5 separate regions of the Mus musculus genome follow, and regions 1, 3, 4 and 5 are each linked to region 2. Evidence: chromatin contacts called from public HiCAR-type and HiChIP or PLAC-seq data. All regions are on one chromosome and are shown on one strand. Each heading gives the region's core, a stretch centred on a gene start, on an enhancer-like site or on the middle of the called end of the contact. The rest is flanking DNA. Distances are from core to core; before and after follow the strand shown.

Evidence for each region. HiCAR-type assays count read pairs that join an accessible place to other places. HiChIP or PLAC-seq counts read pairs in DNA pulled down with a chosen protein or histone mark.
Region 1: a contact with region 2 is called in an H3K27ac HiChIP or PLAC-seq map of extraembryonic endoderm stem cells, with 4 times the contacts expected there. The contact joins the promoter of A730085K08Rik here to the promoter of Kif15 in region 2. A contact is called at or near these places in 2 of 39 promoter capture datasets (the 3T3-L1 cell line and hippocampal neurons) and 1 of 115 datasets of contacts at active chromatin or transcription factors (extraembryonic endoderm stem cells).
Region 3: an H3K27ac HiChIP or PLAC-seq map of epiblast stem cells shows a contact between it and region 2, with 4 times the contacts expected there. The contact joins the enhancer-like site here to the promoter of Kif15 in region 2. A contact is called at or near these places in 3 of 39 promoter capture datasets (hematopoietic stem and progenitor cells, liver and pre-B cells), 1 of 484 Hi-C or Micro-C datasets (CD4 T cells) and 2 of 115 datasets of contacts at active chromatin or transcription factors (effector CD8 T cells and epiblast stem cells).
Region 4: a HiCAR-type map of astrocytes shows a contact between it and region 2, with 2.4 times the contacts expected there. The contact joins the promoter of Limd1 here to the promoter of Kif15 in region 2. A contact is called at or near these places in 2 of 39 promoter capture datasets (cranial neural crest and liver), 1 of 484 Hi-C or Micro-C datasets (CD4 T cells) and 2 of 115 datasets of contacts at active chromatin or transcription factors (the 230-238 cell line and astrocytes).
Region 5: a contact with region 2 is called in a HiCAR-type map of astrocytes, with 2.4 times the contacts expected there. The contact joins the promoter of Snrk here to the promoter of Kif15 in region 2. A contact is called at or near these places in 1 of 39 promoter capture datasets (pre-B cells) and 2 of 115 datasets of contacts at active chromatin or transcription factors (astrocytes and pancreatic cancer cells).

Annotation. Positions count from the first base shown.
Region 1 is chr9:122,395,558-122,400,303 of GRCm38.p6, reverse strand. A730085K08Rik (RIKEN cDNA A730085K08 gene) reads left to right here and starts at 1,503. Exons shown (of 3, transcript NR_045967.1): 1 at 1,503-1,650.
Region 2 is chr9:122,947,790-122,952,428 of GRCm38.p6, reverse strand. Kif15 (kinesin family member 15) reads right to left here and starts at 1,348. Exons shown (of 35, transcript NM_010620.1): 1 at 1,277-1,348. The coding sequence starts at 1,295. 1110059G10Rik (RIKEN cDNA 1110059G10 gene) reads left to right here and starts at 1,429. Exons shown (of 3, transcript NM_025419.4): 1 at 1,429-1,624; 2 at 3,360-3,504; 3 at 4,321-4,639. The coding sequence starts at 1,517. The coding sequence ends at 4,535.
Region 3 is chr9:123,502,975-123,507,466 of GRCm38.p6, reverse strand. All of the region lies in intron 2 of Limd1 (LIM domains containing 1), which reads right to left. Among named protein-coding and RNA genes, the nearest start is that of n-TRacg2, 24 kb to the left of the region's middle. Within about 2 kb of position 2,961, at least 56 of the 459 cell types and tissues checked have an H3K27ac peak or open chromatin away from gene starts, as enhancers often do. A contact at or near this core is called in epiblast stem cells, where this site is marked.
Region 4 is chr9:123,476,788-123,480,973 of GRCm38.p6, reverse strand. It overlaps Limd1 (LIM domains containing 1), which reads right to left and starts at 2,273. Exons shown (of 8, transcript NM_013860.2): 1 at 353-2,273. The coding sequence starts at 1,736.
Region 5 is chr9:122,114,700-122,119,544 of GRCm38.p6, reverse strand. Snrk (SNF related kinase) reads right to left here and starts at 2,279. Exons shown (of 8, transcript NM_001357775.1): 1 at 2,138-2,279.

The sequences.
Region 1 (4,746 bases), core at 254-2,753, 550 kb after region 2:
GGGCTCTGAAGGAAAACAAGGAGAAAGCTTTCAAACATAGTTGCTTGTTAACATGGGGTATCACTGTGAAGCTCTGGCTGGCTTTGGACTCAGTTATCCAACCAGCGTCTGCCTCTTGGATGCTGGAATTAAAGACGCATACCACCTCACCCAGCTCAAAAGTATTTTCTTTCTTTTTTCTTTTTTTTTTTTTGAAAGATTTATTTACTTATTTTTATGTAAATGAGTACACTGTCACTGTCTTCAGACATACCAGAAGAGGGCATCGGATCTCATCACAGATGGTTGTGAGCCACCATGTGGTTGCTAGCAATTGAACTCAGGACCTCTGAGGGCTCTTAACCACCGAACTGTCTCTCCAGACCCTCAAAAATCTTTTGAGCAGGGTTCACATCTTCAAAGTAAGCAATTGGTCTCTCAGCATAGAGCATCCAAAAAGAGGCAGAAGAGTCACAGGAGCACGCAGAGAGGATCCGCCTTGCCTTGGAGGGGTTTCTGTCTCTCTAAAGCCAGAAAACAATGTCACCACCCACCTAGCCCAGCATGGCTGAGCATGGCTGCCAAGATTTCAGCTCTAACAGGGTAAGGAGGGCACTCCATGGGACAGGAGGGAGGAAGAGACTCACACTCAGTGCCTGAATTCCAGGACTGACTAGAGTCCAGGAGTCAAGCAGTCTCAGAATCTCTGTTGACTGGCATAGCCAAGTGACTTTACCCACCAAGCCATCTTTCTGGCCCTGCTGAAATACTTTTATGCAAATAATAATGATCTCCAGGATTGCTTCTGGTTCCCAGACCCAGAGTATCACTTAGTTGTCAGCAGCAGGGCCTGTGTTCAAATTCAAGGTCAATTATTTTCAGTATCAATGTCCTCCAGAGGTACACAGCCCCTCCATTCCAACAGTACCAGCTCAAGGACAGACAGGAGACCTGGCCTGGACTGTTCCCCTTTCTGCCCCTAGCCCCAACCTACCAGTCTCTCCCACTCCTGCTAGGGGCTCAGAGCTCAGGCCCAAGCACAGTCTGGCTCTGACATCTGCTGACTGACCACCAGGAGTTTCAGGAACCTTTCTAAAGCCCAACAGACACCACCGTGGCCCCAGGAAGTCCAGGCAGGTAATATGGCAGAGAAGGTCCTTTGAATTGTAGAAGCTACTGGGAAGGTTTTCTTAAGCCTGGTGATTTTCTTCTTCTTCGTCTTCTTTTCAAACCCCTCTGAGAAGGGAGGAAGTTCATTGATCATACTAAAGCTGTGTGAGTTCCCTTGTTCTCTTTTCTGCAGCCAGATGAAAGTGTGCATCTTTGATGTGTGCGAATTAACACCTTCTTTGGCTCCTCCCTCCCACTGCCACAGCACTTTCAGTGAGAACTGCCTGGAGGCAGGCGCAGGCCAGAGCAGGGAGGAGAGCGAGCAAGCAGAGAGCGGGAGGAGAGCTCTCTTCCTCTTATACTATTTTCGGGAACTCATCCCAGAATAGGTGAAGCAAACTAGCGTCCTAATTAATATGCAGCCTTTTGGAAACAGGAAGCAGCACATTGCTCTGTGATCCCCTGCAAGGCTGAACCCCAGAACCAGGCCCAGACCGCTCTTCTCCAACCTGCAACCTCCCCAGCCTGGCTTCATAACAACCCTACATACAGCTGGAGAAGGTCAGTGGGGGAGGATTTGACTTTTGTCCTGGGTACATGAATGAGAAGGACCAGGGACCCAGGAATGGGGAGGATTGGGGGAGATACTACAACAAACGTGGCTAACAAGGAGAAGGGTTTGGGAAGTTCCTCTGCTGAGCCAATGCTAACCTGGAAGCTGGAGCTTCCCAGAGACAACATGGCTCTGTCAAGAGGGGCCATCTCCAAGGGCTTGCCAAGGGCTCCTTGCAGTGTCAGAGCTGAATTCTGAGCTATTTAGGTCCAAGGTTCTTTATCCAACCCACTCCTACCTGGAGCATCCATCCAGGTTCCTTACTCACCAGAATCTCCTCAGCGTAGTAAAGAGTCTGCGTATTCCAGACCCAGAGAGCTGCTTCTCATTTCTTGGGGATCCTTAGTCCCCAGATGGCATACTCCATGCCCTACCTCCATCCCCTAAGTCGGCTCAGAATTAGGTTTGCCATTAACTTGACATACAAGAGAAAGAGGAGTGGACCAAGAGGGTGACAGTGGCTGATGGACACCCTTCACTGTGTCTCTGGCCATCTGGAAGAGTGAGCAAAGGGAACCCCTTTATCCTCGCTTCTCCAGCCTCAAACCCCACTGTTACTCATGGTCTTCCCAGCATCTATCCTGTTCCGACCCCCAGACCACAGATGGTAAGTGAAGGAACTCAGCCATCCTCCATCTGGGCTGAACTGACACTTCTGGGTGGGCCACCTCCCACCATCTCCCACAGGGCCATTGGCCCCCGGGGGCACACACATGCACACTCACACATGTGGATGCCGGCACCACCTGAATAATTCTTTCTCACATGTTTGCAGATTGTAGTATTTGACCTTTGACACTTGGAATATGAGAGAATTCTGCTCTGGGGAAGCCATAAACCTTGGGCATATTAGACGTTAACAGGATCCCTCGATTTGTGCTGATGGAACTCAGTCTGGCCTGGGTGGTGTGCTCAAGGCATATCTACAGGATTCTCCTGTTTCATCTCTTGAGGCCCCTAAGAGGAGGCAGCGGTGTCAGGGCCATCCTTTCCTCCTCACAGTTAAAGAAACCAAGGCAAGTGGTTTACTCAGAGTCCTTCCTAATATAGTGTGGGTTCCCTCAGGGCTCCTGTTCAGTCCTGTCTTCCCCTGAGCCAGGGTCTTCACACCACAGCTCCAGTCTCCTTAGGGCCTTCTCACATAGAAGGCAGCTTTAACTGTCACAGTAGAAGTTCTGGAGACAGCAGGGAGTGACTGTTTAGGTGGCTGCTCTGCCCCAGACCTGGGGGTAGAAGTGGTCATGAGGAGGAGCAACTCCTGGGAGCTATGAGGTAATGACCATCTCTGAGTCACAAGGGCAGAACCAAGGCTATCTGATTTATCCACCAACACCAACACCACAGGCCTAGCCTCTCTGCGGCCTTATGGTGGACAGGCCAAAAGCTAGTTCTCAATGTGTTTTTTGTTAAAAGATTTAGGGCACTTGCAAGGGAGTCATGAGCCCTAGAAAACACCACAGTGTAAGACCTAAGCTCCACTCAGAGAGCCTAGCACACAGCCTCCTCTGCAGCTCCCTGAATACAGCCAGGAAGGTGGGTTTGGAATAAAGACTCTCCTATTCAAGCAGTTGGTGATGCTGCTGCCTGTGGGAGTGAGCAGCACTTCCTGAAGATCCCCTGACCCTTGTCCGAGGCTGGAAAGATGGCTTAAAAAAAAAAACAAAAACCTGTTGAGAGCACTGGTTGCTCTTACAGAGGACCCAAGTTTGGTTCCCAGAACCCACATGGTGGCTCACAACCACCTGTGCCTCCAGCTTTAGCAGATCTGATGCCCTCTTGTGACCTCTGCAGGCACCATACACACATGTGCAAACACTCATAAAATGAAAATAAATACAACAATTTTAAAAAGAAAAAAATCCATCTCTGTCTCTGTCCCTGTCTGTTTGTCTGCCTGTCTGTCTCTATCTCTCTGTATATACACATACACTCACACACTCACACACACTCAATCACACATTCACACACTCACACACACACACACACACACACTCAATCACACTGGTTCTACATGGGCTAATTCTCCACCCCCAACACTTTTCCTGTCATTAAAACTAACAATTTTCTCTGCATACAGAACATTCATAGTAGTCTTAGTGCTTTTTAGAAATTCAATGACTTTTCTTATCAATTTAATTATTTCAACACATTGTTCAAGTTAATTAACTTTTCAGAGTTGATTTAATTTTGTAGTCACAAAGGGTTTTAAGCTCAAGAAAACTGTTTTTTAAAGTCAATAATACAAAACGAGTGTGCTTGTTATTGAAGTTTGAGTTGTAAAAAAAAAAAAAAGAAAAGACATCTGCATTTTCCAATCAGTAAGCCAGCCACCACCCACATGTCGATCTCTTAATATTTTGTGTATTTCTTTTTGTGATTTATGCAAATTCGTATCCTTTTTCTCCCCTGACATCATGAATATTTTACAATACCATTAAAAATCCAGAGTGTGATTTCGTATTTGTGAGCTGTTTAGGCAAAGCCCAACTTGCCAACATTTAGCATATTCTGTTCCTTCCTTATCGTTGGGGCACAGAGACAAACATGTCTGTGTGAACCTTTGACCCGATGTGTCTATTTTCTCTGGCAGCTTCTTAGAATGGAGGTTGCTGGGTAAAAGGGCACAGGCTCACGTTTTGGAGTTTCTTGCCACCAGTTGCAAAGTTGCCTTCCAAGAAGGGTGGAAGAGTACAGTAGCCACCATGGTGGCTGCACATGGGTCTGCTGGATGACAGCTTCACTTTGCTTCTTTTGGTGATCTGAACTTCCCTCCTCAGCTGTTGTAAGCATGTGGATGGTCTGTCCCCATACGCACTGTGAGCTTTGGCATACCCCTGCTTACCTGTGGTAAGCTGTTCAGCAATGACTCGGCATCCTTTCATCTGTCACAACTTTACATTTTTTAAATTTACTTAACTTTAGTGTTGATGTGTGTGAGAGAGTGTATGTAAGCGCTCCACACACATGCACATGTGGGTGCTGGGACTCACACCGCATCCTGTGCAGGAGCAGCAAGTGCTCTTAACCGCAGCACCATCTCTACA
Region 2 (4,639 bases), core at 99-2,598:
CATTTTATTCTCAAATCTTATAATCAGCCGAAAAACAAAGGAAAAAAAAAAAAACCACACATGCCAGCACCCATATTCAGAAGCTCACAACCACTCATAATGCTAGCTCTAGAGTATCCAACCACTCCACGGCCATCTTCACCCACACAAGCAACCTACACACAAACTACACTCGCAGCTGTGCACACATATACACATGCATGTGCACTCACATACACACCAATAATTAAAAATAATTTAAGAAAGATAATAGGCAATATAAGAGGTGGCACTCATATACGTTGGAAGTGGGGGATTAAATCAATCTCTTTGTGATGAAAACAGATTAATATATATATTAGTCTACTCATAATCTGCACTTCTTTTTTCTATGTTTTTTTCCTCAGCCATCAATCACAATCTAAAACAACTAAATAGAAAATTCAGAATGAAACAATTTCTAAGCCTTTTTTTTTTTTTTTTTTTAAACAAGGTCTCAATATAAAGCCTCATGCTACACAACTCTTTTTAGCCAGGTACTATAAACACTACTCTCCTAACAGTCTCAGCCATTTGTTATTAGATCAAGTGGCTATATCACAATGCTTGTGTTCAAGTGACTTTTGGATACTAACTCTGTCATACTGTCTACAGAATTTCTCTCAGCAAGTAGACACCGTAGAATCTCATAGGATAAAAGACCGGTATAATAAGACACTATGTCAAAGACTACTTTCAAATAACTATTACTGTCTATTACTATAATTGAGGCAAAGACTACTTTCAAATAACTATTACTGTCTATTACTATAATTGAGGTATTTTAGTATTAGCTAATCTTAGTACACTTAGTTTACAGAGCACATTATCTATAGGGTTCTGTACTAAGATACAGTTCTGGTTTCAGGAACTCATGAAGTCTTGCATGAAGAATGGGAACTGTTGTAAAGGGACCGTTGCAATTCGCTTTAAAGTTCCCTCCTCTGAGGGTAGGCCACCGAAGGGAACACAAATCCCTTCCCTTCAAAAAAGGCAGAAATAGGTAATCAAGCATCAAGTGCAGCGCAAGGGCCGCCCTCAGGACACCAGAAGCCAGCAAGGAAACAGCAGGGTCCCATGCACAGAGAAGAGCGCTCGGGTGTAGGGTGGCCGAGGCGGGACGCCCGCGCTCCGTGAGGAACTCGGGTTCCCACTGCGTGTGCCGTCGTCGCCCTCGCGGGGCGCCCTAAGAGGTGACGCCCCGTAGCACCGGCATCTGCCAGCGGCGATGAGTTCACCAGGCAGGCTCGCAACTTACATTTGCAGCCGGGGGCCATGGCGACCCCGTCCGAGATTCGCTTACGCCAGGACCACCAGAATCCTCCCTTCAAGATGGCCGCAGATTTGAATTTGGCGCCCCAACGGACCACGCCTCCTGGGCGTGGTCGGATGGCGTCACTAACACGGTCTACGTCAGAAGTCCGCGCGGGCGACAGACACTTTGTACCCTGCCAAGTCTGCCGAGTGCTATTTATTGTTGGTCAGAACCAGAACTACCATGAGCAAGCGGAACCAAGTGTCCTATGTGCGGCCCGCAGAGCCCGCCTTCCTGTCCCGCTTCAAAGAGAGAGTCGGCTACAAGGAGGGGCCCACCGTAGAGACCAAGGTGAGGCCGCGGGAGTCGCCCCGAGTCAGACCCTCTATCTCCACCCCACTTCCGGCTCCTCGGTGCCGACGTAACTGACAGGTCCCTCACTCGCGACCAGCCGGACCCCAGGTCTGGCCTCTCGGGTCCAGGAATTCTTACTTGCAGGGTGCTATTCTTGAAAACGACCTAGCCCTAGTAGCTAGTCTAGACAGCTTTTCTGTCCTTTCTTACTTGCGGATCTCACTTTACCTGAGCAAGGTGATTGACAGCGTCGTCCCCTTTTTCAGATAAGGAGACCGAAGCCACTTGATTAAACGACTCGAATCAGGAGTCTTTGAAGGAATCAGCCAGGACTAGTAGAACCCCTGCTGTTTACCAAGCTGTGTGTCTCAAGATAGGGAAATGAAACAGTACTTCTCAAAGGGGGTTGTCTAATGAAGGTAACATTGAAAACACAATGCGTTCTTGCTGCCGAGAAGCTATGCACAGGTCAAACAAGAGGACATGCAGTTGTGTTCAAAAGCGCATCTAGGGATTCTTTAGTTTTGAGGGCTAGCTATGTAAGAGATGGCCTGGAGCATCCTAGACACAGTTTGAGAAAAAAAGACAGACATAATGGACAGTTGAGTACTCAAACTTAGTTGTCTAGACTCTTAGAAGCTGTGAAAGTTACATGGGATAAAATATAGTAGTGGGCAAAGGCCAAGTCATGCAGGGTATTCCCCATAAGATGACTGCCCAAAATTAAATATTAGACAGTTGCTTGAAAAATGAGATAATTCTGTATTTATCTCAAAGTATGCAAAACCTTTCTTAGTTAAAAAGTAGAAATGTTTTGACTTAGCTGACAAAATATAATTGTTACATTTGTACAGTGAGTACTAGGTTTCTGTTTGATAAATTTCAAAAGTTAAACAATTATGTACAGTATTGTTTATGTACAAAACCTTTTATATAACTATTTGTGTGTCCTTGAATAGCAGCTAATAGTATCTGCTGGGCAGTGGTGGCACATGTCTTTGAATCCTAGAACTCAGAATGAAGAAGCAGGCAGATCTCTGACTTCCAGACCAGCCTGATCTACAAATGGAGTTGCAGGGCAATGAAGGCTAAACAGAGGAAACCCTGTCTTGAAAAACAAACAAAGATATCTACAAAACTGAAGCTGTTAGTATATCAAATGAGCAGAGGTAGGGGAAAATATAATTTTCCTGTTATTTTCTGTACTTTTGTGGCTTGGATGGTAAAGTCAGGTTGTTGGTGTTTTGTTGGTTTTTGTTGTTGTTGTTTTATCAAATCCAGACAAGACAGGGATGAAAAATATTGATTAGAAAAGAGGAAGCAAGATGATGTGGCACTGCCTTCAATAGTCTAGATAGAAATTAATCCCACTGGAGAAGTTTCCCAGTTTCTGTTTTCTGGTATAGTAAAAATAAACTCTTTGGAGTTTATTTTTAATTAAAATTTTATCTTCTATTCATTTCAAGGATCATTATCCATTTTGCTTTTGTTCTAGTTTTGCTTGTTTGTTTGTTTTGTTATCAAGACAGGGTTTCTCTTTGTAGTCTTGGCTGGCCTGGAAATCACTGTGTAGACCAGGCTGGCCTCAAACTCACAGAGATCGGTCTGCCTCTGCCTCCTGAGTGCTAGGATTAAAGGTATACACAACCACTGCCCAGCCCACTTCACTTTAAAAATTACAGTTGCTCACAATGGCAGTGTTTGGTTAAAGATTATCAAACATTTTCTGTAGAAAATCCAGCCTCAGCTCCCAGATGAAGATGGCAATCACAGTGACAAAGAAGATGAACAGCCTCAAGTAGTGGTTTTAAAAAAGGGAGACCTAACAGCTGAAGAGGTCATGAAAATTAAAGCAGAAATAAAGGCTGCCAAAACAGGTATATCCTAAAATAATCTGATTTTTTTAATTGAATAGAATGGTTTGAAGAAAGCCTTTGGTTCAAGCATTAGCTTTTGTACCAGATGTGTAACCTTGAGCAAGTGATTTCACTCTGTGCCTCAAGTATCACTTCAGTGAAATAGAAAATAAGTAGACTGACCTTAGTGTACTGTATAAAGTATCCTATTGCTAAAATAGGCCAACCAGTCAATAGATATCTGTGTAATTAGTGCCTGAAGTATACTGTGTTATGTATAGTACTTGGTTTTTGGAGGTTTTTTTTTTTTGGGGGGGGGGGGGTTCGAGACAGGGTTTCTCTGTGTAGCCCTGGCTGTCCTGGAACTCACTTTGTAAACCAGGCTGGCCTCGAACTTAGAAATCTGCCTGTCTCTGCCTGCTGAGTGCTGGGATTAAAGCCGTGCGCCACCACACCCGGCTTTGTATAATACTTGTATTATTCCTATTGCATTGTTTTATGGAAAAATACTGTGGTTCCAAACAATTCAAAAATACAACCTTATGAGCTGGAAATACAGCTCAATAGTAGAGCATACATGAGGTCTAAGTGCAGGCCTCTTCATCTTCACTGTAATCAGATGGGGACTAAATATTATGGAAAACTTTAGTGAGTTTTTATTGAGTGACTGCATGTGCTGGGGGGGGGGGGGTTATAACTAAAAGCAATAGAGAAGACCAGACCAAATTGATTCAAAGACATCGTTAAGTACAGAATAAGATTTTCTTGTCATTAGACTCTTTGTTAACAGCAAAATAAAGAGAAAAAAAATGCTTCAATTTATCTTTTTCATCACAGATGAAGAACCACCTCCAGCTGATGGAAGAATAGTTTATCGAAAACCAGTTAAGCGTTCCTCAGATGAAAAGTGTTCAGGTTTAACAGCAAGCTCCAAAAAGAAGAAAACCAATGAAGATGATGTAAATAAGCAAAGTTCAGTTAGAAAGAACTCACAAAAACAAATAAAAAATAGCAGTCTCCTTTCTTTTGACAGTGAAGATGAAAATGAGTAAATATGAATATTGTGGACTTGGTTTCCTGTTTTTAAAAATACTGCTTTTGCTCCATCTTCAAGTGACACTGTACTACATGTTCATTGCAGAAGAACTCAGAAATA
Region 3 (4,492 bases), core at 1,712-4,211, 550 kb before region 2:
AGGAATAGAGAAGCTGTGGAGATGGCACCGCTGTAACCATGGGGTTCCCACCCAGCCACTTTGTTCCCAGAAATAAGGCTGAATTATTATGAATAACTGCCCAAGTCAAAAGGTAGGGCTTAGTCCTCAACTAGCCTATAACTTATTTATCCTGTTTATTATTCTACTCTGTGAATGCCACATGGCTGGTTACCTCTTCTCAGGTTTATGTGACCATCTTTTCCAGAGTTTGATATGAATCTTTCCCAGAATTCCTGTCTCTCTCTGTCTCTCTGTCTCTGTCTCTTTCTCTGTCTCTGTTTCTCTACCAGATGTTCCACCTTCTAATCCTGCCTCAGCTCATAGCCTTCTTATTGAAAGTGATTCTATTTATACTCAGCAGTTAAGAAATCTTCATGCTCTAAGAGAGGACCTAGGTTCTGTTCCCAGGACACACATGACAAGTCACAGCCAGCATTGACTCTAGTTCAGGGGCTCTAACGCCCTCTTCTGGCCTCCATGTGTACCATGTGTGAAGGTGGTACACACAAAGCATTTGACCAAATATCCATACACATTTAAAAAATAAATCTTAATAGAAAAGAATAGCTCTATTCTAAAACCTACAAAGACCATCATTATGCAAAAGTATTAAATCTCCCATGGTGCAAGCAAACACACATGGAGGTGGGGGTTGCTCCCCTGTAACATCACCAAGGACTGTGAAGTGCTCACTCTCCCTGTCTCTGCATAGTTTCCTAAGCTAGGAGTAAGTGTAAAATCACAAACTCTTCCTGGAAAGGAAACTTTAAAGATGTTTATCTTGACTCCATGAGGCAGACTTGGCTTTGGGACAAAATAAAAAAAAAAGATCGATAAATATTTACTCAAAGAAGCAACTACATAAAACAGAGTACGTCTAACTGATGAACTGTTATACAGCCTTTTAAACTACCACATAAATAGTGTTTTAATGGTACCAGAAAATGCTTATGCTATAAAAAGAGTCAGAACACATTAGTGAGTGAAGAAAGCAAGCTGGACATGTGTATTTATGGCACAATTCCACTTTGGTAAGTATCACACACCCTACTGATAAATCACAGGGGCGGGGGGTGGGGGTGGGGAAGAGTGGCCAGCAGTGGTGGAAATGTAACAGGTAAAAGCTACTCTCCACTTTATCTGCTTCTAATATACTTGACAAATGGTGTTAGAAATTTCATTTTTCACTTTGTACATTTTTGTTTTGTTTTTAAAAATTATGTATAACAGAAAAATACTTGTTTAACTTAAAAAAAAACTATGTTATTAATTCTAAAAAAACATAAAATAATGTGAAAAGGAAAAAAGAGTAAGATTTAAATGTCTCAGCCATGTAAATAAGACAGTCGCTGGTGACAGTGCCCACGAGTGGACATTCACAGCACCTGCAGAATAGAGGCAGGCTTGCTTTTTTTCTTCTTTCCTTTAGCTCACCAAATGCTTAACAACTAGGCAATGCTGTGATTCCTTTTTTTAAGACCAAATCTTGCCATGTAGCCCAGGTTGGTCCTGAACTCACTATGTAGCCTTGGATGGCCTTGAGTGTACTGATCTCTTTAAAATCACAAGTTGGCTAGACAACTGTTCTTGCTGCCAGCCCTGTGCTGAGAAGTCTTGTGCCCGGACAGGAAGGGTCAGGGAGGAGCTTAGAGGACATGTCTGGTTTTTCTCTATTCTCAGTTTAAACATTAAGCACCCCACCAAAGACCCAAGAGGGTGGAGATGGTTCTGTGCCAAAAACCTTGAGCTTCAGTCCTCACTTCAAGTTAGAAACTATGTACAGCCTTCAAATTATTTGCTTTATCTTGTCAGAGTAAGAAAACCACCTGCTAACTGTCCTTCACATCCTGGGGCCGTGGTATAGTCTTTCTAATTTTAAAGATTTGTTTTTGTTTTTTTAAAGTTTATGAGTACATACTTGTGTATGTATGTTATATGTAGATGCCCAGGGAGGCCAAAGGATATTAGCTCCCCTAGAGCTGAAAGTGCAGGCACTTGTGAGCTGCCTAACACAGGTGCTAAGACAGGAAGGTCACTGGGTGCTCGGAACCCTGACACATCCTTTCAGCCTGGGCTTTGTGTGTTTTAAGGAAGAATGTTCAATCCTGTTGTACATGTTCACTGCTGAGTCTGTCATGTCACCTGACTTCCAGGAAACTCAGTAGTCATTGCTCCTGAAACTCACCTCCTACTCCAGATTTGAGATTGGGGAAGTGATTCACTAGAGTGAAGCAGAAATAGAGCACCTGTCTATCACTATCACTGAACAGAGCAGTAATACCAGACTTGATCACTCCTGGCATTAACATGAAACCATACTTCAAGAACACACTCAACTTTGGCGGTTTCCTTTACTCCCATAAAAATATACATTCCCCCAGTAATAGTATGGAACCCAGAGCTTTGTACAACAGGCAAGTGCTCTACTGCTGAGCTATAATCCCATCAAAACATGATAAATGAGGAATCCTAGTCTCATCCAGGTAGCAAGTGAACAGCTTCACCTGATTCTGAAGGCGTCTAACCAGCTGCTTCTCTAGGCTACCTACCCCACAGTCCTAATTCTGGTAGGGCATTAACCTATATTCTCCCTTCCTCAGTGGATGCAAATGAAGCTTTCACTAGTTACAGAAGTCTTTACACACTGGGTTCTTTGTTACATACTGTCATAGGTAAGTGTAATCAGAATTCTCTAACAGCACATATTTGGATAAAGCAAGACTGTCTCTAACTCATACCTGGAGGCAAGCTAAAACTGCTACCTGTTTAGAGAAAGGAGGCACGAAGGGAGAAAGCCAGGAAACACCAGCCTGGAGAGCAGGGAAGCAGAGAATGCTTGATTCAGGCTCAGTCACTCCCCAGGGGGCAGGAAAAACAGACACAGACTCACCTAGACCATAGATGCTCATTGGCTAGAGCACAGAGCTACCACTAGGTGGTGCTAAACCAAGGCAAGAGCAGGACAGACTGAGGCAATCAATCCGTCCCAATGAGAGCCCCAAACTGGCACAGGGTGTTTAGGAAGTAGCATAGATTATCTCATTAATCTTGCTATAATGCAACCTTCCACTGTAGGCATTTGAGCCTAACTTACTGCATCTTCACTAAGTCTGCCTTTGCTGATGGGTAAATAAATACTAAAGAAGTCAAACTTAAAGGCTGGAGTTGAAAATATTAGAGTTAAGAATCAAATACAGGTCTTCCTTGGGCAAAGTCAGCAGTCTCTTCACAATACACAATCTCTCCGTTTCTGTTCCGTAAGATTGCTCTCTCAGAGAGTATGGAACACGGTGGAGGAGCAGGTAGCTACTGCCATGTGTGGCTATCAACACATGAATTTAACTAAAGTAACTTTAATGGTTCAAAGTATATTCCAAGTAATGGATGGCCACTGAGACCACAATTTTAGGACATCTATATTGTCACACAAAATGATTCCTAATCTACTTCTTCAAGCAGCCTTTGCCAGGGACATTTTCCTCAGTACTGGGGGTGGACCCAAACTGTCTGGGGTGATTATATAAGGCCTTACCTACTTTCTCCCTTTTAGCCTGTTCCAGAAAGTGCCAAAGGGAACCCCACACGATTGTCACAAGTCAGCACACTCCTTTCTTCTCATTCCAACCCCAGCACCACCAGAAGAGAATGCTCAGCCAAGTTTCTCGACAGTGTGAGCCAGCATTGCCTAGGCTGCTCCTGCTTTCTCATTAGGGAGAACCAACAGCTTTCTAAGAGCATCCTGTTGGGGACATAGCCACCACAGGTGGGTAGGGCATGAGCAAGGAAAAGTAAGACCACAGCACATGTGTCCATGGCAACCAAACACTCAAGGGCTGAGGAATTCATCAAGAAACAAGAGAGCTCGAACAACCCACATAGATGTTCACACTTCCACTCCCTGAACGCAGTTTCTGGGAATAAATGCCAAGGAAACAGCTCAGTGATTTGGGTTTTTTGTTTTGTTTTTTCAGAAAAAAGCAACTGAATAAAGACATTTAATAACTCATAAGCCAGACTGTGCAGTGACTAAGTGGGTTACCATGTGAGCACTGGTGCAATTACAGCTGCTAAGTAAATGAGGAAGCACTGTAAATGTATTCTGGTCCCAACTCTAAAATGTGTACAGATTTGGATAAAAAAGGAGGGGAAACACCAAAATGAAGACAGATGCACTACAAGGCGAAAGCAATAGGCTTCTTCTGTCTTTAGATTGCTCTTTGTGGCTATCGTGTGGTTCTCATATCTAAAATGAGCTAAACACAGCTACTCATCAAGGGGTGGGTGAGTGAGCAGACCATGTGAGAGCCTGTTATAGTGCCCACACCTAGAAAGACAAAGGTCTGCCTTGGTCCTGCTGAGACGCCTTATGTAGCTTCCTAAACACAAAGTAGGTGAGAGTGAGTCTGCTGCCAGCCTCTCATGTCTACAGAGATATGAGGCATCCTGACCAATGCTCAGAAGAGACAACTGT
Region 4 (4,186 bases), core at 1,024-3,523, 530 kb before region 2:
AAGCAGGATTTCTCTGTGTAGCCCTGGCTGTTCTGGAACTCTAGCTATAATAGACCAGGCTGGCCTCGAACTCAGAGATCCTCCTGCGTCTGCCTCCCAAGTGTCGGAATTACAGGCGAGCATCACCACCTCCCAGCTTCATTTCCCTTTTTTGAGGGCAGTTATGAGCAATCCCACCCTGCTTCACTCTGCTCACATGGGTAACTCCCATATGCAAAAGGCTGCTTTCTGCCCGCAGCTGCTTTCAAGTTTCTAAAGGAGCAGAAGTAGCTGAAAGAGGAAGGAGAAATAATAGCATCCTGGTGGGGACACCATCGCTCCACCACAGGCAACTCCAAAGCATCTTACTTACCGAAGTAGTCCGCTTTGGGGTGAGCATCCATCTCTCGCTCCAGACGCTGGGTGAGGGCTTCCAACTTCAATTCCGCAGTGGAGGGTCCAAGCTCAGGGCCCGGTGCGAGGGTCTGGCAGGGCAATCTCACCCTGGAGGGGGTGGGACTCCCTGGGAGCACAGGTTCCAGACTACTGTCAGTGGACCAGCTGGGAGAACTCTCTTTACAAGATAACTCAGATGGAGTGGACATTACCGGATGGACGTTACTGGTGGGGCTGGGCTTGGGACTAGTGCCAGACTCCACGCATCCAAACTTAGGATCCAGCCCGGTGGTCATACCTGGCTGGGTACTGTCCTTGCCAGCTGTCGAGGATAATGGAGCAGAAACTGAGAGGTAAGACTTGGGCCCATCCTGCAGCCAAGGCTGAGTGTCCACAAGGGGTTTGAAGACCCTGCCTGAAGCCTCATATCCCAGACCTGAATCTCTTTTCGGACAAGCTCCTTGGCTGGCGCTGCTAGGGACCATCGGTGCTGAAACAGTTGTGCCCTTGGGTTGAGCGGAGGTCCCATTCTCCAAGCCCATGGAAGAAAAACCGAGGTTCACTCGCTGAGAGGAGGCAGTGGACCAAAGGCCTGTTGGCTTCTCGCTGCTATGGCCACCAATGCCACCGTCCTGGCCACTGATGCCACTTTCAAAAGACCTGCCAGAGCACACTGTGGAGAGCTGTGGCTGGTAAGGGTGATGGTCTCCACAGGATTTGGGCAATGTGGAGTCATTCCCTGGGCAACCAGGCCATCCACTTCCTACACCCAGACTCACGCTGGGGCACCCTTCAGGTTTATCACCCCACTGTGGGCTTGCCAAAGAGAAATTGTCATAATAGTCTCCGTGAGTGAGGCAGGAAGGGTCTTCACAGGAGGGACTCAGGCCGTGTAAAGCAGGTCTCTGGGAACTCACAGGCCCCTCCCTGGAACCACAGTTCTGACTGCCAGGCCTTGCACCATGGGCAGATGGCCTGATCCTCTGCTCCTGAGATGGGTACGAGGGCTGCGCGGCCGCAGTGGTAGTAGCTAATCCAGGTGCCACTGTTGGCACAGCCAGAGGAGGCTTAGCGGCCCCATCTGCAGCCAGCTTGCCGCTCGCACCCTGACGGTTCCCACCGTTGACCGGGCTTCTGCCTGCCCTAGGTAGGGCCTCCTCCTGTAGGAGCTGCTGCTGTTGCTGCTGCTGGAGGTGGATTTTGGCCATCTTGGTCGCGAACACCCTTCGAGTTTCCTCAAATTCTGGGTTGTTGCCAGCACCCTTGTCCACCCGGAAGAGCCCATCCTTGGAGGCCTCATACATGTTCAGGTCCTCGATGAACTTACTGGCCTCAAGGCCCAGATCATCGTATTTATCCATGTTGTAGATCAGTGTCCGGGGCCTAGCCCTGGTTCAAGGTGTGAATGTGGTGGGGGAGATTTGGGTGCTGGCCGAGGTTTCAGGTCCAGCCTAAGGCAGATAAAGATTCCCACCTGCCCAGCAAGAAGGTCATGACTCCAAAACTCACAGTCCAGCCAGAGTTGAGGCCTTCAGGCCAGCGGGGCTAAGTTTACTTTCAGACTTCTTTTCCCCCGGGGAGCGTCCACGTGGGGGCAGAGCAGCCTTCAGCCGTGCCCGGCCTGCTTAGAAAAGTTCTCTTCTCCAAGTCACAAAACCCAAAACAGGCGAAAGAAGACAGAGAACGTCCACAGAAAAAAAGTAAACTCACATCCACGTCGAACAATCGAACTTGCAAACACACCGGGCAGCCCCTGGCCTGGGGCCGGTGGCCGGATCCAGCAGAGCTCACTGCAGCCGCGGCGCGCGGCCCATTGTCCGATGGCGGCGGCCGGCGGCGGGACGCGGAAGTGAGCGCGCGGGTCGTCAGTCCCGGGAGCTCGCTGGCCGGCTGCGCCCGCCCCGGGCCGCGCAGGGGCGCGGGCGGAGGCTCGGAGGGCGGGGCGGGGCGGGGCGGGGCGGAGGCTCGGAGGGCGGGGCGGGGCGGGGCGGGGCGGGGCGGAGGCTCGGAGGGCGGGGCGGGAGCGGGGCGGGGCGGGGCGCCCCCTGCAGGCCAGTGATGCGCACGCCGAGTTTTGGCGTCCCTCTCTGGGCACCGGGAGAGAGTTGCAATTCCCGCAGTACTTTTGCCGCGGACTGTTCAGTTTCCCGCCGCTGCTGGAGAGTCAAGGGTGCGCCAGGCTTCCCTCGGGTCCCCTCGAATGAGAGCATCTGTGTTGGACGTCCTAAGTGTGCCCAGAGAGGCTTGTCGTCCTTACTGGGTTTCTTGAACCCCAAGCAGTTCTCACCACTCCAGGTTGCCATGGCTCTAGATAACACACATAGCTCCTATGAGGTGACTGGGGATAGTTTACGTTTCCCACACAGCCGCCAGCGTGATCTAAAACCAATCCCAGGCCTGTCACTCTTGAACTTGAACCCTCAAGGCTTACTCCGGACTTATTTTGAAATCCCGCCTTCACTTCTACAAACAGGCCTGACTGCCCCGCCTACCCTCCCTCTGATTTGGGACCTTCCCTGCCTGAACTCCCGGTGGATGGAACTTCCTAGTGCCTGCCGAGAGCCTGCTGATCAGCTTCTGGTGTCTCTTCTTTCCTTCCCAGCTAAAATCACCTCCCCGTAAAGTTACCCCCACCCACAACCCCTTTGTTTCCTGCTTGGTTTGAACACTATTTAAATCCAGGGATACTGAAGTCACTGACCTGCAGGCTTTCTCCCATCTAGTTTAAATGTTTCCAGGTCTCTGCTCATACTACCTAATAGATGTAAATGTTATGCAAATAGTTCTCAGCAGTTTTGTTTGGTTTTGTTTTGTTGTCTTTCAGGAATCATGACAAGAAAATGAAATCTGTATGTGTTTAACATAAACACCTTTTCTTTTCCTGAGTATCTTGCCCTTGTTCAGATGTGGAGCTCTAGGTATGGAGGGTCAGCTCCAGCTGTTTATTTGTCTGCATGCCCCTTTTTGGTTGACAGCTAATCAGTTATCCACTTCATTACACCTGTATATGCGCAGGGTTTGGTTGAACATATGTGTCTTGGCAAATCTCTCTAAACTGTGACGAGGAACAAACAAGATAATATATATGGAAGTGCTTATATTCTTATATTCTATAAACACAAAAATGGTTCACTGTCCTGTAGACTCTGAAGGTTCAGGATATTTGTTGAAAATGAAGAGTTCCAGGCTCCAGCCCCAAACTACTAACCCCAGATTTGTGTTTTACGGCATCTGTGGGATGGGAAGACGATTTGCACAATAAAATTTGAAGAGTGAGTACTGCTATAAAGCATTATACTAAAACTAGGTTTTAAAGTTATTTTAGTTTCAAATTATGTGTATATATGGTGTGTGTGTGTGTGTGTGTGTGTGTAGGTGAAAGGGGAAGAGAGAGGTGGGGGAGGAGAGAGGACAGATGTTCTTCTAAGCCAGAGAGAGAATCAGAAACCCCAGAGCTGAAGTCGTAGGTGGCTGTGTGGCGCCCTGTGTAAGTACTGGGAACTGAACTCCAATCCTTTGCAAGGACAGTGTGTGCTCTTTACTGCTGAGCCATCTCTCCAGCCCAGGATTAAATATTTTTATTTTAAAAGAATCTCCTATACCCAGAGCTACAACCCAGTGATAGAACACTCGCTGGGCATACATGAGGGCCTGGGTTCCATCCCCCAACAACTACAGTAATAATAACAGCAGCTTATAAAGATGGCATCCAATATACCATTATGCAAGTGATCCTTAGAAGTGCTGGACATGGGCTGGAGAGATGGGTCAGTACTTAAGAGTACTAGCTGTTATTTTAGAGGACCTGGGT
Region 5 (4,845 bases), core at 1,030-3,529, 830 kb after region 2:
TGTGTAGAAAATTCACATACCTTTTTTCATCCTAGGCAGTATAATGAACTGATGCTCAGAAAGGTGCAATAGGAAATAAATTATGTTTTATTTAATACCAGTGCTTAGAATCATAGCCACTCACTTATATCCCCCAAATAGCCTTTTCTAGTTAGTTTCACTTTCAACAGGAGATAAGCAACCTCACTTTAGTGTAGACATGCCCAGTAAAAACAACACAAATGTCCTTCAATTTTAATTAAAGGACAGTTAAAAGGCTTCCTTTTAGGATTATGTGATTAAGTTACAAGATCACTACATAAAGACCTAATCTGTATGTCTGTCTGCTCTATAGAAGTAAAAATAAAAATCAGTGTAACTTCCCAGTTCTTGGATGTTTTAAACCAGTAGCTCTCAACTGTGAGCTGCGACCTCTTTGCTTTCAAACGACCCTTTCGTGGGGGTCACCTTAGACCATCAGAAAACACAGATATTTACATTGTGATTCATAACAGCACCAAAATTATAGTTATGAAGTAGCAATGAAAATAATTTTATGGTTAGGAGTCACCACAACATGAGGAAATGTACTGGTCCAAGCACTAGGAAGGTTGAGAATCATTGTTTAATCAAATGTGTCATACTGCAATTATTCATTAAAATTTACTCAGAATACTATAAAATTTACTCAGAAGAGCATAAAAGGATAAAAGAAAATTTCTGCATAAAGTAAAATAACTAGCTGTGCAAAAATTTAAAAGTCAAAAAGTGGCACTTAAGAGTTTCTGATCAGAAAGCTTTGAGGACAGGAATATTAAGTCAGTGCTATGCCCTCGATTTTTTTTTAACCCAGCTTCATTATGTGACCTTGGGAATGTCATATAATTTCTTTCATCCCTAGGTCTGTAAAATGGGTCAATTTTACACTGACAGCCAGAAAAATTGCTATGTATTTGATGTTCTCTGAAAGAAACTTGTCTAATTAGTATGTTTAATTAACACACATACAGAATTGTCTTCAAGAACCCAATTCCAAGAGAAATATTTAACCAGACGCTGAAGACAGATTTCTCTGAAGGGAATGGTTTTATAAATCTGGAAAACACTGTAACAAGATTAGAAATTAACAAGTTGATTACATAATCCTTGACAACCTGGGCTTCAGACTGCACCGATACGAACTGTGATAAGTTAGGGATCAATTTGGGACAGTGTCCCAATCCCTACAAAGAATCCAAACTGAGCCTTTTGACCCTGGACAGGAATCTGTTGGAAACTCAGCAGAAAGAGCTGTACACCTGTAGGTCCATCGCTTACTTCACCTTAAACCTGACAAAACACTTCAAGCATCCAGGTGGTTTCACCAAGGCTCCTAAGACTTGGAGAATACGCTCATTTAAACGGAAGGGAAAGTAAGAAACCTGACAGCCCAGAGGCCCTACAGCCTCTGACTTCTACAGTCTTAGGAACCCCGGAGAGAAATTCCCCAATGCATACACGACCCGAACTCACAGCGAAGCTCCTAGGTTGTAGCTGACCCCACTGTTTAAGAACATCACAGCTGGAGGAAGCCTAAGCTTAAAGGGCTGCCACTCTCCTGGCTCCCGAGTCCAAGCAAAAGGCAACAAGGTGTTTGTTTTTATTGCAAATGGTTCGGAAAGAAATCAACAGGCGATGTCTACGGAAAAGAACAGCGTCTCCTAACGCGAAAAAATCCGAGCAGTCCCCGGGGAGCCGCACCGCTGCCCCTTCCGCAGCCGAGCGCCCTTCTCCGTAGACAACCGCGTCCCCGAGCTATCGTGAGGCGGCGGCCGCCCGGCTCTGCAGCGGGACTCGCGGCCCACGGGGAAACTGAGGCCCGTGGATCTCGCGTCGCCCGGGGCCCGCTGCGGGCGCGGCGCGGGGCCGCGTCGACTCCCGCGCTGCCGCAATCCCGCGGCGGCCGCAAGGGCAGGGCCGGGCCGGGCTGCGCGAAGCCCGCAGGCCGGGCGAGCTCGGGGCCGGGGTGGTGCCGCGGGCCGCGTCCTCTGCGCAGGGCACCCCGGGCCGAGCGCGCAACTTACTTTCCGCCTGCGGCGGCGCCAGCCCAGCCCCGCTAAGGCGGCCGCTGAGGAGAAGCGCAGACCCGGCCCACGCTCCCGCGCCGCGCTCGCCCTACCTCAGCCGGCAGGCGGGCATCCGTCCGCAGCGGCCGCGGCGTCGACAACTCCCTCCCGGCCGCCGGAACCCCGCACCCAGGGCTAATCATAATACCGAGCGGGCGGCCGGGGGTGCGGCCGCGCTGCGCAGGCGCGGGCCTTGCGTCATCGTGACGAAAGCGATGGGGTGGGGTCTTGTGTGAGGGCGGGGCCTTGGGTCGGGCGGGGCGGGGTTAACCCGGCGCACCTGCAGGCCAGCTCAGGGTCTACTGGAGGGCGTCCTGGCCCTGGCCTGAGCACATCCTACTCTGGAAAGAATAGAGATTATGCAGAAGGAAGCGCCAGGACGATGGACAGCGGCAGCAGGCATAGCAGCTAGAGCTATAGCTTTCAGGGGATATTGGAAGAGATCTTGGGGCTGAGGGCAAGGAGCACATGCGCTTTATCCATCAATGTTCACCCTATCTCCCATCTAGCTTGAAGCAATGAGAGACAACAAAATTAATATACATATGCACGTGCATATATATATATATATATATATATATATATATATATGTGTGTGTGTGTGTGTGTGTGTGTGTGTGTGTATCATATATACACAAGCATGCATACACATATGCACATATATATATATATACATACACATTTCTTTACTTTTTCTTCTCTCTGGGAATACATTTGAAGAATTCTGTTGCTTTTGTTACCACTAAAGCAGAAAGAAGCAAAGCCCAACACCTGAATGCAGGCTTGCCTCTAGAGTCAAAAGTCACTGGCCAGGCCAGGCAGCCTCTGAGAAACAACGTGGAGAAGTACACAGCAGGCACTAACTTGGCTGTTCATGGTTCTGTTCCAAGATGACTCAGAAAGGGATGTTAGTGGTGGCAGGACAAGAGGGAGGGAACTCCCAGCTCTATCTCCTGGAAGGATAATGAGCCATGGAGACTAGTCCTCTGGGGCTCCTGAAAAGAAGCCAGGTGCCAGGTTTCTCTCCCCTACTTTTCCTTCTGTGTTCCTGCATCCACAGAAGAAGAAAAAACACACACACACAAGCAGAATGAGCTTCTTACATGTCCAAGCCTGACTCAACTGACTGGACAAAAAAATCTAAATGGCTTTTGCCATCTCTGTTGGTCAGAAAATGGCAAGTCTTCTTCCTTCCTCCCTTCATTTATTTATTTGTTTATTTATTTATTTATTTATTTATACTACAACATCCACTTCGCATGCCTGAAGATGGCTGGGAAGCAGAATGACTGGGAAGGTGGTCTCGATCTTCTGCTGAAATGTGTGCTTAGACCTTCAATTATCCTAATGCTTTAGCCCTGGGTGGCAAAGTGCACATAGGAAAACCCCAGCATTGGCCTCTGCTCACGCAGGCCCCACCTGACTTAGGATCATGAAAGGACAGTGTCATTTGACGTGGAAATGTTTTCTTTTTCTTTCTTCATGTCTCTCTTTCTTATTTTTTTACATGTGTGTGTGTGTGTGTGTGTGTGTGTGTGTGTGTATGTTCAACATCCATGTAGAAGTCAACCTGTAGAAGAGAAAGCTCTGTCTCTTTGTCTGACACCACATGGGTCCTAGGGATGGAACTCGAATTAGCAATCGAGGCAGCAGGCACCCCCACCTGCTGAGCCATCTTAGAAGCTCTGCCAGGGAGATTCTAATTTAGACACACATTGAGCAACCGCTCCTAACTAGGTCTTGCACAATCTGCTCTTTTGCTGAAAGACCTTTGCCCTCTGGGAACTGTCACTAGTCAGGGACACTGTGGCCAATGAAGGAATAAAAGCATCACTTATAATGGTCTCCCAAGGGAAGTCCAGTAGCCAAGTTTGTACCCCGAAAGAACATTCATAACATAGGACAGTGGCTACAGCACATGAGCCCTTGAAATGGGGTTTATGTTGCTATTGTGTAACTCAGACTCTGACCAAATCAATACATTGAAGTGAGTCAAATTTATAAATTGATTTCAATGAAATATGCTTTGGTTATCTTCCTGAGATGAACAGGCAGTGCTATCAGCCATTTTCTTATCTATAGGGTTTCCCTCAAGGCTGGGGTGATGCTGGGAAGAAGATGACCCAATTTTAGCCCCACACCTTCAATGTGTTAGTTAACATGATATGATTATGCTTGAGCAATATTTTAAAATATTTAAACACAAATTAAGGTATTATTACTCTACTTGGCTTTTAATCAAATTTGCTTAGTTTAATGAAGAAACCCCCTTCTCAGATCTTCCCCAAGGCTTTCTTTAATACACACTGGTTTCTTAACATTGGGTCTTTTTATGGACCTGCAAGAAGTCTTAATTAGATACATGCTACAAAATGACAGGATGGAGCTTGCAGCCTTGTGTTACAGTCTCTGATTCAGATCTCAAAAGCAACAAAGTAGCAACTATTTAAAGAAGAAGTCCTTTATTGGATGAAAATCAGGAAGAGGCAACAAATTAGATCAAGATGTGAGAGCCAAGCAGATTAGTGAAGAATCATCATTTGCTTCTTGACCCTAGAAAGCAGTGTGTTTAACAAGCTCACCTTATCCAGGCATTATTATTTTTTTCATCAGTTACAAAAAAAAAAAAAAGTTAAAAAAAGACATTTTTAAAGCAACAGATAGTGATTATCCACTAAAGTGAATATTTGAGTTATGATTGATTTTTCTTTTATATTTTCAACTCTTCATTTGTACATTAACACACTTCTAAATTTTCTAC